Linked DNA regions of Rattus norvegicus: region 2 is linked to region 1. Evidence: chromatin contacts called from public Hi-C data. All regions are on one chromosome and are shown on one strand. Each heading gives the region's core, a stretch centred on a gene start, on an enhancer-like site or on the middle of the called end of the contact. The rest is flanking DNA. Distances are from core to core; before and after follow the strand shown.

Region 1 (6,828 bases), core at 3,260-5,759:
GGAGCGAGCGTCTGCGTCTCTGCGCCTGCGCACTTCTTGCGGTTTTTCTTTGGCCCCTTTTCTTGTTTGGTAGTTTTGCTACATTCCGACTTGTTTGGCTTTGATTTATTTTATCATTATTCTTTAGATTCCTGTTTTTCTAAGGAGAGACAAAAAAAAGGTGTGGATCCGGTTGGGAGCAGAGGTGGGGAGGAACTGGGAGGAACATGGATGGGAACCCGTAATCAGAATATGTTGTGTTTTAAAAACTCATTTTCAATAAAAGGAAAAAAGCTGGAGCGAACCTTTGTCCTCCCTTGGCTTCTGCTGATTTCCCGTGTTAGAAGCATCGTTTCTCCCCCTAAGAGACCTTGAGGATTGTTTAGCTTTCTCCTCAAAAACAAAGGCAAAAGAAAAAACAAAAGTAAAACAAAAACTTCCAGGTGCCAAGGAATTCCTGAGGTTACCAGGCGGCTTCTCACAATTCCAACAACTCTCTCTGATCTAGAGAAAGGAGGCCCTTTTCTCTTACCTAGAGCCTTCTCCTTATTCTTAGCACCACGCTGGACAAGCTATTCCCTCTTCCTCTCTCTGGTGAACTTCCTTGTTCTGGTATTTTCTACCTTTTCTCCCCTGTCTAAACCACTAGCAATTTACTCTTCAAGCTTAATGTAGCTATAGTTATAAACAGAGCTGACTTTCACCAAGGCAGAGAAAGAGTATCCATTCAAAATATTTTACTATCACTCCCGGTGTATACTGTATACTGTATAAACACCGTGTATACTGTAATGATGCTACCTTATTATATCTAAGATATGGGTGCTTTGTTAATGTACTGAAATGTGAACATGGTTAAAATTTTGTATACAGTCTCAACTGGCCAGACGACTGAGTAGTTAGAGTGCTCACTGCTAAGCCTGATAACTTGAGTTTAATTTCAAGGACTCACATGATGAGGAAGCCAATTCCTGCAGGGTGTCCTCTGACCTCCACAGAGCCATGGTGCTAATTCTCGAGAAGACACACACACACAACTACTACTACTACTACTACTACTACTATTACTACTACTACTACTACTACTAATAATAATAATAATAATAATAATAATAATAATAATAATTTTAAAAGCCTTCTACATAATTCCAGTTCCAAAATAATTTTCAATAAAAGAATTTTTTTTTTTTAGTGTTTTTCAAAGATAGCCTTGGCTGTCCTGGAACCCACTCTGTAGATCAGGCTGACCTCGAACTCAGAAATCCCCTCACTCTGTAGACCAGGCTGGCCTCAAACTCAGAGATTTGCCTGCCTTGTGTTGGGATTAAAGGTGTATGCACCAGGCCCAGCAAAAACTTGGACAATACATGAATCACTACAAAATTTAAGTCAATCTTATGTGTGGAACTTATTTTCTTTCTTAACGTCGCTTGTTTCAAAGACACTTTTAAGCACGAGTTCTATAGTACATTACTTTCCTATTTCTTCTCTCCATGTCTCTATGGCAAACAGTTGCCAACACAGAAGCATGTAACTGAAATCCTCAGTGAGAAATCCCCACTCAACAGAACACCTGTGGCACAAATTTTAAGTCCAGTTTCTAGTTTTTGAAACTGAATTCAGCTTTTTCACATCCTTACTCTAAGTTTCGAGTCTTGTCTTCCTAACTAAATCATAATTTCTCCAACTTCTTTGCCCACTGCTTGCCGCTTAACCAGCACCAGCTACAAAGAATACATTTGAGCTGCACGTGAGAGAATTTCAGTCAGCCATGTTTTTAGATCTTTCTGGGTTTTATCAAGTGCAGCATGTACGTACTAACACCCTAACAAGCCTTTATAATGGCTAATCCAGTACGCCTGACCCACAGTGTTTTAGTGCTGGAGAACATACCCAAGGCCAGCAAACACTCCACCAGTAAGCCAGATCCCCAATTCCTGAGCCACGAATGCTGAGGTAGCAGTAAATGAAACATATATTGCTCCAGGGAGCTAAGGGGAAGCAGTCAATCAGATAGTGAGTTAGCGGGGAGATAAAGAAAAAGCACTGTGGAATGAGCAGGATTAGAAGTATGCAGTGTAGGGACTGAGGGCATTTTGTATTAAATAGAGTGGGTCAAGTGAGGTTTCCCAAAGGGCCTGATCTAAGCAAATGGAGGGAGGGCGGGAGGGAGGGAGGGAGAGAGGGAGCTGAGGTTTCATGGAGGAAAATTACTTCCATCCAGAGGAGATCTGTAACTACCTCTCCAGCTCCCAGTCACCACACACCTACTGAGAGGACTCTGATGGGACCTGGTGAAGAGGAAATTGAAAGGTTTCAGGACCTTTAGTTTTATTTAATTTTTAGTGCTGTGATTGGTTTACTGGGAACCTCTCGAGGCTTGGAACAACAGAAGTATCTGCATCTATTTTTGAACTTGACATTTCATGAAGTCTAAATATAGATCAATTATCTGTGATGAAAGTTTGGTATGGGAATTGGGGATTTAGCTCAGTGGTAGAGTGCTTGCCTAGCAAGCGCAAGGCCCTGGGTTCGGTCCCCAGCTCCGGAAAAAAAAAAAAAAAAAAAAGAAGAAGAAGAAAAGAAAGTTTGGTATGCAAATGCTAAGAGCTGTCAGTATAAAATCTTGAAGGATTTCAAACACAGTAAGAACGTATGTGCCCTTTAGATTCAATGGTTTAAATAAGAAAATTAGTAATACTAATTTCACTTCTTTCCTCCTCTTTCTCCTCTTCCTTTTCCTCCTCCTTCAAATGTGGCTCCGGGACAGATTTTTTTCCTTTGGTTTGTTGAGATAGGGTCTCTGTAGTCCTGGCTGGTGTGAAATTTGCTATGTAGATCAGGTTGGCCTCTTGGGGCAGTCTCCAGCTAAACTCAAGTACTGGGATTGTAGGCGTGAGCTACCACCTGACTCAGAAAGTTTCAAAATACCCAGGTAGCTAATGTTTTTGTTGTTGTTTGTTTGCTTTGTTTTTGTTTTTTTGAGAGTCTCTTGTAGCCCAAGCTGACTTCCAATTTGTCTTATAGCTCAGGATGTGCTTGAATTTCTCATTCTCACCTCCTCTGCATCTCTGCCCTGCCGCTGCCCCTGCCCCTGCCCCTGCCCCTGCCACAGCCTCTGCCTCTCCAGTGTTGGGATTGCAGGCATGTGCCACAGAGCCTGCTTTATGCAGTCCTGTGGATCAAACCCAGGGATTCCTTTATGCAAGGCAAGCCCTTCCCCACCTGAGATTCCTTTCTAGCTTCTTTTCTGTTTGGGGTTTGTTGTTTGTTTGTTTGAAACTCCTCCTGCTTCACCGTGCCTAGGATACTATGGTTCTTTTATTCAGTGCTGTGGGCAGGCCAGGCAGTGAGTGGAGTGCAGGAGGTGTCAGATGCCGAGGCCTGTTCCTGCCAGGGCTTCCTGGGTCGTTTATGCGGTTTTTGGAATGCCATCTGGGCGTGGCCTACCACAGGAAGTCCAGGCTTCCCTGCTAGACACTATCTTCCAGGTAAGCCTCAGGTCCGTAAGCCCTTGTCCATCCACCGCATGTGGCTGTAAGTTACAATATGCATACCATGAAGAGCTGGAAAGTCCTTAGTTCACAGAGAAATTCTGAACCGCTCTTCCAGTGGGTCTCTCACAGGAAAATGTGGATGGATGTACAACGGGGTTCGCTGTGCACATGAAGACTTCCATATCTCGTGGAAAGAGGTGAGTTATAACCACGCATGCCTCAAGGAAGGACGAACTGGAAGAATGTGGAGGCAGGTTCCCCACAAGCCTGCGCTATCAGGGCCACAGACTGAAGCAAGCCGGTTCCTTCCTCTTTGATCCCCACAGTCTCTTCTGTTGTCTTCTTCAGTTCAGCCTTTTTCTTGCTTTTTGTTTGTTCGTTTTTAAGACATCGTTTTTCTGTATAGCCCTGGCTGTCCTGGAACTTACTCTTTAGACCAGGCTAGCCTCAAGTTCAGAGAGTGCTAGGATTGAAGGAGTGAATGACAGTATCGGGTTCCACTTTTACCATTTTTATCTGAAAAACCATTTCTTTCTCCATAGAGTACAAAATGGGGTGGAAAACAAGAAATGGCAACTTGTGTTCAGCTGTAAGATGTCTGAAAACGACAGGGACCGAGGACAAAGCCAGGGGGAGGCAGGACCTAATTTATCCTAGGTACCTTCTAGATAAGAGCTGACCAGGCAAAGAAAGAAGCTTTCCCTTTCAGCCAGCACCCTGTCTTCTTTAAGGCACTATTAAATAAGTGAACCATTGCACAGCCTGAAGGAAAGACTGAGCTCTTCCCTGCACTTCGGTGGTGTTGTAATCAAATGGGCAATTACTGCCTCTGTCCCCAAAGCTGGAAACCCCCAAGAAGTAACTTGTGGGAACGTCGGCCAAACTTAAAAGAAAACTAAAGATAACTTACTGCTTTTTAGAACTGTGTTCCCCTCTGAAACAGGAAACCTTAACTTTTAGAAGAGAGGAAGTAAATCTAGCAGGCAGGGACAATCCCTGTGTGTGAGGGTGGCAGACGGTGACCAGCCTGGGTCTGGGAGCACTGGCTTAGGACCAATACTTGCCTGCCCCCCCCCTTTCCCCTCTCCCTGCCCCTCCCTCTCCCCCCTCCTTCTTTGCCTCCCTTTTCCATTTTATTTCACACAGGGTAAATGAGGGGGAAGACTGACAACAGACTTGGCTCCTGATTTAAAGGACCTCACAAAGTGAACTGTCACCATTTTAGCATCTATAGGAAACCAAGTTCTAATTCCTTAAGGACTGACTCCCAACTTAAGATTTCTTGCACCTGACTGCACCCACAGTCCCTCCGCCCTTTTGTGCTAGTGAGATGTATCTAATTAGCTCTGTAGGCCTCATTTCTTTGTCAAGCAAGTGCAAACTTCAGAGCTGAGTCTTACGCAATCGCCTGTGTTTTCTCTGAACTAAACTTCAACCCTTAACTACTCAACGTTGCTATTTCCTTTTCTACGTTGTTAAGTCACTTAGTTCTTTGACTTAGCTGCCCATACAATCTGAAGCGGCCTGAACACACAGTTAGACAGCTCAGTGGTAGACAAAGGATGGCACATCTTTTTCTTCTGAGATCTCTGCACATGGGAAAGCAAACTGAGAACAGATAGACAAAAAGCCACTTCCAGGTTTGTACTTAGAAAATACAAGAAAGGCTCAGGTGATACTCTTTTAATGTTAAGGCCAAGAAACAACCTTAAAAACATTTGTAGGTGTTAAGAAACAACAACAAAACTGCAGACCAGGAGTGGGGTTGCATGTTAATCCCAACATTCAGCAAGTCTCTGTGAGTTCGAGGCCAGCCTGGTGAATGCCAGGACAGCCACGGAGGCTGAGGCAGGAGGATTATGAGTATGAGGCACAGTCAGGACTATGATAAGAAAAAGAGAGAAAGGAGGAGGGGACGGAAGGATCAAACTAAAAGAGCCAGGACCTCTGTTACTTCTTAAGCAAGTGTGTGCTACGATACCCCACCCTCTCCACAAACTAAAAACACACAAAAACAACAAAAAACAAAGCAAAGCCACAAGTCGCTTCTCTTTAAAAATTTAACTCAACACCCAGGGAGAAAAAGCCGTAACTATAGCAACATACGGGTTCTGCAGTGGCCGGGACTGTCCCGCGCTCTGCTCTGCGTATAAATAGATGGGAAATCTCTTTTACTTTTCTCACCTTCTAAGTGATTAGGGTATTTTTGCCCCAAGAAAACAGAAAGATCGAGATGAATATGTCTGAGCCTATGCATGAATCCGCAGTGACTGATTCCTAAAATTGTGACGGTTATCAAGTCTCTAAGTGCTAATGTATGCATTCTACCAACTTTCCATCTACCTAATTCTTAGAGTAACACACTAGCTAGACCATACACACGCACGTGACAAAAGGCATTCAGGGACATCGAAGCTCTCTTAAAAGTGACAGCAAGTGTTGATTTTACTGTATTTTCAAATGTTTTAGAGTATATCAACTCTATGCCTTACTATTATGTCCCTGTTTCGCTGTGTGTGTTTTAAAACTAAGCAGCTGGAGCACTAAACTGAAACAAACAAAAAACAAAAAACAAAAATGGCCAAGTGCAGATTCCAGCCCAGCTGTTTTCTAGCCATGTGCGGCGTTGTACATGGGTCTTTCTCCTGTACACACACACATCAAGTAGGGACAGTGGGTCCCCTCACTGTACTATGGATGTGAGAGAGGGAGAGGGAGAGGGAGAGGGAGAGGGAGAGGGAGAGGGAGAGGGAGAGGGAGAGGGAGAGGGAGAGGGAGAGGTGAGCATATATTGGGCACAAAGTAAATGTGAAGAGGAGAGGAAATGTCTGGCTAAAAGAAAGTGGTTTGGGAACATTTCAAACTGAAGTGCAGGGAAGGGCATCAGAGGACCAGAACGGGGGCCTCTGTGCCTGGGAAAGTGAACTCTTTTTTTCTTTTTCTTTTTTTCTTTTTCTTTTTTTCTTTTTCTTTCTTTCGGGGCTGGGGACCGAACCCAGGGCCTTGCGCTTGCTAGGCAAGCGCTCTACCACTGAGCTAAATCCCCAACCCCGAAAGTGAACTCTTAATGTGGACATAAGGAAGTGATATGGGGGCCTAGACAGATGGCCCAGCTGTGGAAAGCACTACTGTTCTCGCAGAGCACCTTGGTTTGACTCCCAGCACCAACATGGCGGCTCACAACTGTCTCTATGCCTGCTCCTGGACTCTAGGCATAGGACATGCACTTGGTGCACAGACACACATGCAGGCAAAATACTCATACACGTAAAAAAATAATTAGCAAAACCTTCGAAAAGAAAATGACACAAAGGTGCTGACTTTCGACCTGGGCACCAAGGCATGCCTAGCC
Region 2 (7,218 bases), core at 1,512-4,011, 44 kb after region 1:
AAAAAAAGAAAAGAAAAAAAAAAGTTCTGAATAAATAAAATTAACAAGTGTTGCTCAGTGACAAAGATATACACATAGGTAGGGGGTGTGTTGTGAGCCTGTGTGAGGTTCCCAACACTGCTCACCCTTCATGGCCTACTATATTCCTAGCCTCAGTCCTCAGCAACTCCTTCCTCGCTGTCTTCTACCCTCGCCCAGCCCCTGCAGCCTCTGCAGCCTTCTCACATCCCCTTCTTGCAGGAAGTAGTAACTCCGGTTTCCCCTTCCGATCTGACTCAGGCTGCTGTCTGAAACACTTGGAGGCAGATGGAGATTTCCCTGCACCCAGTAACTGTGTGCTTTCCTTCTGTGAAACATTTCTCTCCCTGTGGTAGTTATTTGTTCTATGCTGATTTGCCCCCGGATAAATTATAAACTCTCTGAGGGCAAAAATATTGGTGTCCTTAGAATCTAGAATCAGAAAAGTTTGATGCATGAACGGGAGTGACTGATAGAACAGTCAGCAAAGTGTTTGTGAATGTGGAAATTTCCCAGCCTGGAGAGACACACACATCTGTACTCCCAGGACTAGTTACACAGAAAAAAAAAAAAAAAAAAAAAGAAAGAAAGAAAGAAAAAAGATCAGCCTGAGCCTCAAAAAAAAAACAAAAAAAAAAAAAAAAAAGGAAAAGGTAAATTAATTAATAACACGGAGCTTTTTTCCTTATAGGGATTTTTGGGTTTTTTTGGTTGTTCGATTGTTTTGTTTGCTTTGCTTTGGTTTGTTTGGTTTTTTTTAGACCTATGCAGTTTTATGTGTATGAGTGTTCTGTGTACAGGTATGTCTGTGCACCACACACATGCAGCATTGTGGAGCCCAAAGGGGTGTCACAAAGCCTCTGGAAATGGAGTTGCAGCCCATTGTTAGCTGCCACATGGGTGCTGGGAACTGGACCTGCGTTGGCAAGAGCAACAAGTGCTCCTAAACTTCCGAGTCCCGGCCCTTTGCACAGTTATTTTTTATAGTCATTTTAAAGTAAATTTTTAAAAAAACAAATATAAATATTTAAAACGGAAAAAATACTTTCTCCCCTTCTGGGATAACTTTCTTCCGTCTTGGAAGCAGCTTTTGAGCAATTGTAATTATTATGATTTTACGCCATCAGACTGCAGACTGGCTCGCCAAAAGTCACAGGACAAAACAGTAGTGCTGTTGCCAGCACTAGACTACATCTGTCCTTGTCCAGATGTTATCTCTCAGAACTATCTATTTACTGATTAACCAGTCCCGGGACTTTTATTAGACACAAACCAAGAAGCCAAGATAATGAGATTAGTGGAAAAGGAATTTGTTCCTTTTTCTTGGTGGTCTGAGATAAACAAAAGTATGTATGGTTGGTTAGCGAAGAGGTTTTTGTTTGTTTGGTTGGTTGTTTTTTTTTTTTTTTAACTTTTTTCTTAAAGGAAGAAATAACTCCCTGAGGAAAAAGGAAATTCAGAATGCCAACTCACAGCTCGGGTCTTTCAAGAAATGCATTGGTTTTTTTTTTTGTTTTTGTTTTTTTTTTTAGTTAAGGTCCTTGACTATTAGGAGAGACTGGTAGAAAGAGGGGACTCCATTGAGAAATTAAAATGAGCATTAAAATGAAAACGAGTTTCAGTTTGAGAGAAACCTCCCCTCTGAAAAGCAAAAGGAGGCCTCCTGTCTTTACTACACGTTCAGGCTGTTAATCTATTTAAATAGATCTACACAATTTCAAAATAAAACAGTTGGAAAGGAGGCCAGATACCACGTGTGAGGGCCAACAAGCCCGCTGTGCCTGCCTCTGGTGATTTCATCATTGAGTTCCTCAGGGACAGTTGACTTGGAATTTTTCAAGGGGAAAAAAAAAGAGGGATTTTGTGGGGGGGGTGGTGGTTGTTGTCCTAAGAGGAATTACAAATTGTCTGTTGATTTCAACAGTCTTGATAATCCTTGGCTTTCTTCCCAGGCCTGTGAGAAACTCCAGCAACATCCTGTCTTACTTAGCAAGTTTCGTTTTCTCCTAAAAAGCTTTCTATCCATAAACTCGGCCTCTGTGGGATTTTTCACTTTTTTCTTTCTCTCCAGTCTCTACCGCACTTCTGCAAGCTGGCATGAAACTTGCCAAGAATGGAGTCTGGAAAGCAAATGTCTTACAATGCCTGACCCCAAATGGTCTATCTCTAGTCATCTTGCCTAAAGACCCAGGTTGATCCGAGAAGCCTTTTACCCTGGAAAGATATTTCCGCTGTCAGGGGAGGAAGGAGCCCTTGTAGGTAGGAAGCCTAGGCTCTGGGGTTCAGGGATTCAGGGCCTCCAGGGCTCTGGGGTTCAGCAGCTCAGGACATCCTGGGTTAAGGGGTTCAGCATCTGGAGGCTCTGGCCAACCTCAACACCAGCTCCTACCCAATGGGCCTTCTTCCTCTGGGTCATCTCAGCCGCCCTCGAGAGATATTCCTGAGCCCTGTAGCCTCCACACCATGAGCTGGGCTTCTAGAGGCATTGGTGCCTCCCACACTTGCCAAATCTCCTATGAAAGCCGCACACCGCTCCCTCCCGGCATGCCCAGGGTCGCTAAGTCTCCACTCTGCTACCTAGGGAAAATGGCTTCCTCAGGATAGGAGGCAGAGGGACAGTGGGGACAGAGAGTAGAGCCCCAGGGCACATATTACCTTTCCTCCCTAAAGTGCTTCTTTTCTTCAGCCGATCAGATCGGTGCAGGCAGCCGCAGCAGCTAGCTACACACGTAGAGTGAGCGTTGAGCTCCGGGTGGAGGAAAGTTCTGGAAGCAAACCGGCTGGGCATGCGCACTGTGCATAGCCCAACTAGAAGAGGTCACAGAATCAATGGCTCAAGATTTCAACCCTGTGGCTGATGCCAGATCTGCCCAGCTGAGTTCTGGTCCCTGTTTGTCACTTGCGAACACTTATACCGAGTATTTACTGTACTTGAAGAACACTGTTCCAGGATCGGTGCTGGGTTACCACCAGGTTCAAACGTGGGTCTTTAAAAACCCTCCTGTAATAGAAGGCGAGACTAGAGTATCCCAGACCATCTAACTATATCCGATCTGTGAGGATGAGCCTTGACGTGTCGGGAGCACCTGCAGCAGAGAGGACTGACGGCTTGTGGAGCTAAGAGAAGACTCCCCAAAGCTGGGGCGCTGAAGAGGATAAATTACCATGCTGCATGCAGCCTAAGCATGCCCAGTGGTCACATTACAGACACGAAAGAGACACGAGCAGTGAATCAGAAAGTGAGAAGAAAGAGTGATGCAAGAGGCCGAGAACGTAAACCAGACAGCCCATGCTGAGCCTTCGCTCTAAGAAGTCTCCATCGGCTCTGACTGGCTCGATGCTACTTGCAACAGGGCGTATGCTCTGTCGGGGCATATGCACACGTCGACAATTTCTGACATGCACATACTGAATTTTAGGCAGTTCCACTCCCCACTCCCCTCTCTCATCCCTCACTCCTGATGGAAATGGTCTTCTTCCCAGAAATGCCCCTCCTACTCTGAACCCTTGTTTTCTTTTTTGGCGCATAAACATTAATTAAGGGTGGAGCCTCATGAGCCCCTCCCCTAGGTATGATGAAACGATGACCGATGCTCTGTGTGTCCTAAACAGTTGCAATGCAATGGGCCGACCAGTCCAGAACACTATCTCAGTACTCCTCCCCAACCTCTGGCTCCTTCTAGCCCCTTCTCTGGGATGGTCCCGGAACCCGGGGACAGTGGTGACAGGTGTACTGCTGAGGGTCGGAATACTCAGTAATTCTCTGCCCTTCGGCTAGTTACAAGTCTCTGATAGACCACTACCCACTGGCAGTCTACTCTTGCTATTAATCTTAACAACCACTTGTGAAACTGGGATTTATTGTCTAGAGAGATCCAAGGCTGGCAGAACTGGACTAAATCTGATGACTAAACTTATCAAAAGTCACCATAAGTTTTGCTTTTCAAACTGATTTCCGTAACATTTTATTTATATGTTATTAATCTAGAGATAAACCATTAAAAAGCATGGATTGCGTAACATAAAAGATGAATGTAATTATCCCCATATTCTAAAACATGCATTCCTTAGGGATACGGGAAGATTATTGCTCCAAGGACAGCCATCAGTCTGGGAAGGCTAAACAACAACAACAACAACCTCTTAGACATTAGTGGGGCACAGGATGCAGATCTACAAACCCAATACTCACAGGCTGAGGCAGGAGAATGGCCTGTTCAAAGTCAGCCTGCTATACACAGTGAGACCTTGACCTTATCTTCAAAAGAAAAAACAAACTGTATTACAATGATTAATGCCCAACTGAGGTTCAGCCTTACCCTATAAAGTTTATTTCTTAGCATATATTATAATAATACGGGCTGGAGAGATGGCTCAGCGGTTAAGAGCGCTGACTGCTCTTCCAGAGGCCCTGAGTTCAATTCCCAGCAACCACATGGTGGCTCACAACCATCTGTAATGAGATCTGATGCCCTCTTCTGGTGTGTCTGAAGACAGTGACAGCGTACCGTGTACTTACATAAAACAAACAAATAAATCTTAAAAAAATAATAATACATAGAATATATTTATCTATTACAATAATGTAGTATATATTTTGCATATTTCCATTTCTCTCTCTTTAGGGAGAAATTTACTTTTGATTTTGGTTTCTTTATTTTAAACTTTAGTTAGGTTCCATATGATTTTCCATAGGGAAAGGGAGTATGTAAGGAAGAAGTTGGTAAAGATTGTTCAGATGTCTTTTACCTTGATTTGGGGAATATTTTTAGTTTTGATCTTACCAAGGTTAGGGTATACCTTGGGTTGTAGCATTGCCTGCTACCTGAGGACTCTCGAAAACTGCCTTCAATTCAGTCAAACTCCAGCGGGGAGGAGGGATAAAGAGGGCCGAAAGCTGCTGCCTAACAGAGAGGAGAGGAAAAGTAATTTACGTGATAGTTGTTCATTTTGTCCAGATAAACATTTAAAAGGAAGATGCGCAAGCTGTTTCTATGAAACCCTGGTCCAGCCACCTCTAGAGGAGGTAAAGAAAGAATAGAAAGTCTTTGTGGAGACGGTCGAAGTCTGGACACGTATGCAGTCAATTACAGAACAATAGCATCTCTTAGCTATTAACTTTCCCTTCCACTAATGAGTGCACTCAATGATTTTGTGAAATAAAGCCAAAGAATTCTAATAGTTTTTACCAGTCCTGCCTTAATTAACAATTGTGTGAGGTAGAGCAAAAAAAAAAAATACTTTGTTTTATTTAATACTTTTTGCCAGTCGTGTCCAGCATTTGGTCAGACCCTTGCAATATCTCCATGATGTCCTAAGGCACTATTGTCTGGCCTCGATGTATCACAGGACTATATATAGCACCAAACACATATAATGCACTTTTGTTTTCATTTGTTCCTTTTTCTCAGATCCTATTTTGAAAGGGAGGTTGTTGGCTCTGTTCCTTTGTCCTTTGTCGTTTTATATCTGTTTCTTTCATCTAGCTTGCATCCTGTCCAAGCACTATTCTCCGAGGAAGCATTTCTCTTGCTGCAATACTGACTCTTGTTTTAGTCTCAACATCTACAAGAATTTAGAACAATGAGAGCATTTTTTTTAACAGCTACTCTGCTTTTTAAACTCTTTGCTATTGAATGTCATTTAACACACGTAGCTTCTTTAAACTCGGGAATGTTTGCTTTCTTGTTTTACAGTCACACTGTGAGTGGCACAGACGGTTTGCGAAACACTTGGAAAGGGTGGCAGGGAACAGAACAGCTGTGGCTTATGCCACTAATCAATTACGGTGACGGCGACTTGCAGCAACAGCCACACAAAATGGATTTACCCCTCACAAATTAAGAAGCTTATTGTCACGGGAAAATATTAATGTATTGTGTAGAGAGGATCACTTCCCAGGAGGGAAGCACATCTCCAACCTTCGTCATAGGGCATTAATAAACTCATCGTATAATCTATTCTGCATCCAGGTAGCAAGTTGGCCTGTGCTGAAAGAGGGTGCTGTGGTGGTTTCGCATCCCTTACTCTAAACCACTCGTTTATGTGAAATGGGAGTAGAACGTGCAGAAATTCCCTGGGATCTGAGAGCAGGGTTTTCCCCAGGACAATCAAGTTTGCGGGTTAATTTAGTTCTTCTAGGTCAGCTGAGGAGACCAGCCAATCAGAGACGGGAAGGAAAAGGGATTTCCTAAATAAATATGACCACCAAGAACATGTTCTCTGAAGACATTCTCAGCCTTGACTCCAGCACGGTGACTTAATAGAGCTCGGCTCTGCCATGAAGTCCGTTGCTCTATTCCTCATGGGCATCATCTTCCTGGATCACTGTGGAGTTCGAGGTAAGGACTTTTACAATGAGTTAAGTTACTAAATTCTGGGCTCTGCATCACTGCATGAGTCTTCTCAGGCCAACAGATAGAACCGAATGTCTTGCATGCAATCAAAAGTTATACTGCGGGGGTTGGGGATTTAGCTCAGTGGTAGAGCGCTTGCCTAGCAAGCGCAAGGCCCTGAGTTCGGTCCCCAGCTCCGAAAAAAAGAAAAATGAAAAAAAAGAAAGTTATATTGCTCTGTCATCAAAGCAGTCTGATGCTGCGAGCAATTGTCCAAAGGTCATAATCGGTACCTACCAAGTCAAACATGCCTTCTTGGTGAAGGTATTGTGAGCTCACGGTGAGAGGTCAAAGCCTATTTGGACATTTTAATAATGAGAAACCACTTCTCAGATATAAAGGGGGGATTCTAGGGACTTTATTTCTTGTTGAGTGTGTCATTTGTCGTGCAAGATATGAAATCTACAGCACCGGCAACAGGGAGTGACCTGAGAGATCCTTCTCTTTTTTTCCTAAGATTTATTTATTTATTCTATATAAGTACACTGTAGCTATCTTCAGACACACCAGAAGAGGGCATCGGGATCTCATTACAGATGGTTGTGAGCCACCGTGTGGTTGCTGGGATTTAGAACTCGGGACCTCTAGGAAGGGCAGTCCGTGCTCGTAACCACCGAGCCATCTCTCCAGCCCGAGAGATTCTCTTCTAAGTTGCCTCCTGCCTCATTTTCCTCACCTGATGCTGGGTAGCGATAAGAATGTCTGTGGTTAACCAACCGAGAATTCGGAAGTCAGAGAGGTTGCCTCTTTGGAAATGACACCTCCCTTGAAAGGCAGTGACGATGATTTACACACACACACACAC

The links. Hi-C and Micro-C count contacts between places; a contact is called where the count stands out from the background.
Region 2: a Hi-C map of liver shows a contact between it and region 1, with 3 times the contacts expected there. The contact joins the promoter of Art3 here to the enhancer-like site in region 1. A contact is called at or near these places in 5 of 12 Hi-C or Micro-C datasets (the A7r5 cell line, the Rat2 cell line, hepatocytes and 1 more).

What each region holds. Positions count from the first base shown.
Region 1 is chr14:15,955,467-15,962,294 of GRCr8, forward strand. The region is part of intron 1 of Art3 (ADP-ribosyltransferase 3); the gene reads right to left. Among named protein-coding and RNA genes, the nearest start is that of Cxcl11, 15 kb to the right of the region's middle. Within about 2 kb of position 4,510, at least 9 of the 93 cell types and tissues checked have an H3K27ac peak or open chromatin away from gene starts, as enhancers often do. A contact at or near this core is called in liver, where this site is marked.
Region 2 is chr14:16,000,962-16,008,179 of GRCr8, forward strand. Art3 (ADP-ribosyltransferase 3) reads right to left here and starts at 2,762. Exons shown (of 10, transcript NM_001012034.1): 1 at 2,674-2,762. It overlaps Cxcl9 (C-X-C motif chemokine ligand 9), which reads left to right and starts at 6,205. Exons shown (of 4, transcript NM_145672.4): 1 at 6,205-6,359. The coding sequence starts at 6,299.